2 separate regions of the Gossypium hirsutum genome follow, and region 1 is linked to region 2. Evidence: chromatin contacts called from public Hi-C data. All regions are on one chromosome and are shown on one strand. Each heading gives the region's core, a stretch centred on a gene start, on an enhancer-like site or on the middle of the called end of the contact. The rest is flanking DNA. Distances are from core to core; before and after follow the strand shown.

The links. Hi-C and Micro-C count contacts between places; a contact is called where the count stands out from the background.
Region 1: a Hi-C map of leaf shows a contact between it and region 2, with 1.7 times the contacts expected there. The contact joins the promoter of LOC107903963 here to the promoter of LOC107903956 in region 2. A contact is called at or near these places in 2 of 34 Hi-C or Micro-C datasets (callus and leaf).

What each region holds. Positions count from the first base shown.
Region 1 is chrD05:38,012,291-38,014,990 of Gossypium_hirsutum_v2.1, forward strand. It overlaps LOC107903963 (snRNA-activating protein complex subunit), which reads left to right and starts at 1,371. Exons shown (of 12, transcript XM_016830199.2): 1 at 1,371-1,730; 2 at 1,947-2,113; 3 at 2,238-2,290; 4 at 2,584-2,650. The coding sequence starts at 1,973.
Region 2 is chrD05:37,798,455-37,801,154 of Gossypium_hirsutum_v2.1, forward strand. It overlaps LOC107903956 (cytochrome P450 CYP82D47-like), which reads right to left and starts at 1,266. Exons shown (of 2, transcript NM_001326928.1): 1 at 288-1,266; 2 at 1-193. The coding sequence starts at 1,232.

The DNA.
Region 1 (2,700 bases), core at 121-2,620, 210 kb after region 2:
TATATAGAATATCAATTATCTTTAAATATGTATTGTTTAATAATGTGATTGTTAATTGTTGAATGTTAATGTAGCATCTCTTTACTTGGATCCGGCGACCGGGCCGAGTCAGGGGTATTACATAATATAATTATTGTTTAATTATTAATTATTGTTTTTAATATATTACTATGATTTTATCTAAAATATTACTTTTTAAATTTTCAATAAAGTAATATTTTATTATGATTTTATTTAAAATTTATTATTTAAGTGTCAAATTAGTAATATAATGAATAAAAAATAATTTATTTCATCCGTGGTCAATGTCTTCTTTTAATGGGTTTACGGAACATAGAAGATTAATCATTAAACTCGCTCTAGTAGATACCTTAAGAAACAAATAATAAAAATTTATTTCAATTAAAAAATTCTCTTGTTCTATTTTATATATATATATATAGATTATAGATACAAATTATAAATGATAAAATGATATAGATTATAGATTAAAAAAGATTAGAAGTGTCTAGAAATTGCATTCGAAACGTAATTTCAACCATACTTCATTTTTTACTAAATACACAAAACAAAGCATTGAAACAACACATATGTGTGTGTATATCATTATATTTAATTGATTGATTAATCTAATATATATATATATTAATTTAGTAAAATATAACTAAAAGATTAATTCCTTTTAGAAATTGATAAATATTATTAGAAAAGTGTTTTTAATTTTTTTTATATTTTATATAAAATCAATAAAAAGTAATTTAAATCCATTATAAACTAGGGAAAAAAAAACTCATGTGATATTTGGATTTAAGGGATTATAGTCTTTCAAAACCTCATTTTTATCCACTTCTGAATTGTTTTTTTATTTCACTACCGCTGCATGGAATAGCCAAACAAAAATACTAAATAAAGGTTAAATACGCCACAAGTTTTTGTACTCTTTATAAATTTAGAATTTAGTCTCGGTACTTTTATTTTTAGGAATTTAGTACTTATATTTTTTATATTTCGGAATTTAGATCCAACTGTTAATGCGATTAAAATTATTTTGTTAAATTCAGGTTCATTTCAATGTAATTTTTTAGTTATACTGTTACCAAGTGAGTATTTCTTTTATTTCAAAATGTCACACTAACAAATTTAACAAAAAGGTACTTAATTTTGAAATCTGAAAAGTAGAGGGACTAAATTCCTAAAAATAAAATTACAGAAACTAAATTCTAAATTTGTGAAGAATACAGGGATCCATGGCATATTTTAACCTTAAATAAAATAGCCAAACAAAAATAAATATGAAAAAAGTATTAAATAAAATAGCCAAACAAAAAAAGGAAATAAAATACGTCGACAGCAGGGTTCGAACCTGCGGTAGCGTACCCAACAGTTTTCAAGTCTGTCTTCCTAGACGCTTTAAATCTCACAATAGAATTAAAACTGTTACCAGCTTCCTTCAAAAATAAAAACTGTAACCAGCTTAGTGGATTTTGAGGCAAGTAGTGCTTACAAATTATCAGGAGAAGGTTAAGCTACTGTAATTAATTTGATTTGGGTGTCTCATTTTGAACCTAATTGAGCTAAAAAAATAGGCCCATCCGACCTAACAACAAACTCCATGGCTCATTAGTAAAGCTTAACTGACCTGAGCTTCACTTTTCTGTTATTTTTCGGTTGCCTTCCCTACTTGCCGTCCCTGCTGCTGGGAAACCACTGCCGGAGTTTTCACTTCAAAGGTACCAGTTTTTCAATTTTCCCCTTTTTCTAAATAATCTACTTTTTTTTAGTCTAAGCACAATCCAATTTCTTTCAATTTATTTATTTTTTAGGAATTTTCTTTTCTTTATATATATATATATATATGAAATGTGAATTTTCTGCAATAGTTTTCTATTATTTTGATTTTGAGAACATTTATTTTTACGGTTTTTTTTCTTCTTCTGAACAATCAGAAACGAAGAAGGTTGAAGAAATAAAAATGGAGGCGAATCGGACGAACACGGTAGAAGAGGAAGCAAATTGTTCAATCCCAAAGGGTGGCCCCATTTATATTTCCAATCTCATTAGTCCTCTCACCAGCGTGCCTGAGTTTCAAAACTCAGTTCTTCGACAACTCCAGGTTGTATATTCTTTTATTATCACAATATCCCTTTTAATATCATACCTTTCTCAGTACTCTGCAATGGTTTTTTTTTTTGTCTTTGATATTCTGTTTTTGCCATGATTTCTTGTGTTATTTATAGGAATTAGAGGCTGAATTGGATTCACCTCAACTTGCTGAGTCTGAGGATATTTGGTTAGTATCACCCCATCTTCATTTCTACTTTTTTGTTTAGTCTCTTTCAAAACAATGTATTCTCATTGCATATCTCCTATTTTAAAGTTATTCGGACTCGGGTTCGAGTGTCAGGCACATAAGTGTATATTCAAGTTTTTGTCATGTATTTGAAGGGTTCTTGGAGGTTGATATCCCATACCAATACCTAGATATGTGTTGGACACAAGTACCTTAAGAAAAATGAAGAGTCAGTAGCACAGGCATAACGTATGATTTGGATTCATTTTTACTATTAATTCTACGGTTTACAGTGTTGACGACCTTAAAATTCTCAAGGAGGAAGAGTTAGTAGAAATGGCTCTCAAGGAAGCTTTTAAGGTATTTGCTGATATTATCATAAAGGATAGTATCAAGCTATTAATAAAGTT
Region 2 (2,700 bases), core at 16-2,515:
TTAATGTCTCTTTAACTATGGCTTGGATGTACACCAATTTTCCAATGTCTGTTTCATTCACAAACCTATCCCTGCCAATATGGGTGTCTAGTTCTTCTTGAGCCTTTTTGAGTACATGAGGTTTGTTTAACATTAGGGAAAGACCCCATATTAAAGTAACTGTTGTGGTGTCACTGCCTGCTAAAATCATATTCTGCAATGTGCAATTCATAGTTTTTAGAACTTTAGAACTGATTAATGGAGAAATAAAATTTGAAAAAAAAAAGAAAAGAGGAGAAAGATTATACCAGGGAAGTGGCTTTGTTGATGGTGTCAGCATCATAACCTGCAAGACTTGCACCTTTAAGAACAGAGTTCATTACATCCATGAAATCCTTCTCCTTTTTATTTTCATCCCAATGTCCACCCTTTCTGTGGTCATCTAGCCATCCCCCGGAAATTTCATCCAACGCTTTAGCAGTTTTCTTCATCTTCTTCTCATAGCCGCCAAAATCCAGCCATCGGAGGAAAGGGACTGCATCTCCCAGCACAAACATCCCTGTCAAGTGAAAGAAATCTCGTAAAGCCGTACGATATCTCAACACCTCTTTCTGGTCTTCCTCCGCACCAACGCTGTACCTCTTCCCAGCAACCGTCCTCATAATAACGTTCAAAGTCAAGTCCGAAAAGTGTTTCTTCATCTCAACCAACACCTTACCAGAGCCATTTTTTTTGTCTGCCCACGTATTATATAATAGTTTCATTGAGCCTTCTATCTCCGAGACAAAAACTTTCTTGAGTTGATCGATCCTGTGATTGGATAGCACCTCCAACATTGTTATTTTGCGCATTTCCCGCCAGAATTGTCCGTAAGGAGAGAAGCCAAACATGGCATAATTGTAACCCAAGTGTTCAGCGGCGGCAAATTCGGAACGGGAGGAAACATACATATCATTGACAGTGAAGATTTCCTTGGCTACATCACTCGAATTCACCACCAGGGCTGGATGAACACCGATCCGGATCATGTAAGCAGGTCCATATTTCTCACCCAAGTCTCCCAACGATTCATGAGGGGCCTTGGGTCCCCCTAATAGCGGGAGGTGACCGATTATTGGCCATGCACCGGCTGCTACCGGTGGAGCTTTGCCGCCGCTTCCTGAGCTAGACTTTTTGAGTTTGGTGTACAAAAACAGTAGCGTAATGCCTAAGACTAGTGCATAGCCAAAAATAGAGAGATCAAGAAGATCCATCACTACTTTGATTATAGGAAGTGAAGAAGTGGATAGGCATGAATTGCTTTTTGCACGTATAAATAGAGCTGGGAGGTTGCCTAGTCGGTCAAACTTGTCATTTTGGAAATTGAAGATTTTTTATTCTATTTTCATTAATTAAATAATATGTTTGAACTGCAGTCAAAAAAAGTACAACAATTTTATTTTTGCAATATTTCAATGTTGTTGAAGTGGGATAATTTATCAATAAAAGCCTTTTTTTTCAAAATTTATCAAAATGGGCTAACTATTTAATTATTTACCGGAATGGTCCATTTTTCGCGAAATCGCGTCCACGTCAGCGCGATGTCAGGGTATGCGCCAAGAAATCGCGTCCACGCAGCGCGACTTGTTGACGTGGAAGGAAATCGCGCCCTCGAGGACGCGATTTGCTGACGTGGCATGAACAGTTTATATTTTTTAGCTTGGAAAACTTTGAAAGGCCATGACTTTTGTCTCGGTTGTCCGATTGAAACGATTTTTTTTACTTCGAATAACTTTTCGAGATCTACGCGCTGGAAAATAGCCGAAGGCGGTTTGCTGCAATTTTCATCGAAAAAGATCCTTTTTTGCCCCTAAATTTTGATTTTTTCGGTTTAAAATCATTATTTTCCTTATTTATTTGAAGTAAACACCGGATCTTTTTTTACAGAATTGTTGTATTATTTTTTCTGATTTGACACTTGTATGGAATAGGTCCGATAAATCGTTAGAATATAAGTAATATAATTAAAGATAATAATAATATTTTTATAATATGTCAATTAATTAATTTAGCTTAGTTGGTTAAGATGCTTGTTTTTTTCCTTTAGTACCTTGGTTCAAATCTTGTTGGTAATAATTTTGAATCTTTTTTGTACTTGTCACATTTATTTTTTTAATCAATTAACTGGGCCCATTTTGGTAAATTTTTTAAAAAATAGGACTTTTTTTGGTATGTTACCCAGTTAATTGATTAAAAAATAAATGCAACAAGCACAAAAAAGATTCAAATAAATGCAACAATTCTGTAAAAAAAGATCCGGTGTTTACTTCAAATAAATAAGGAAAATAATAATTTGAATGTTTCAAAATTCAATTTTAAACCGAAAAAATTGAAATTTAGGGGCAAAAAAGATCTTTTTCAACGAAAATTGCAGCAAACCGCCTTCGGCTATTTGCCAGCGCATAGATATCGAAAAGTTATTCGAAATCAAAACAAAAATCGTCTCAATCGGACAACCGAGCCAAAAGTTATGGCCTTTCAAAGTTTTCCAAGCTAAAAAACATAAACTGTTCATGCCATGTCAGCAAATCGCGTCCTCGAGGGCGCGATTTCCTTCCAAGTCAGCAAGTCGAGCTGATGTGGACGTAATTTCCTGGCGCGTACCTTGACATCGCGCTTACGTGGACGCGATTTCGCAGAAAATGGACCATTTTGGTAAATAATTAAATAATTGGCACATTT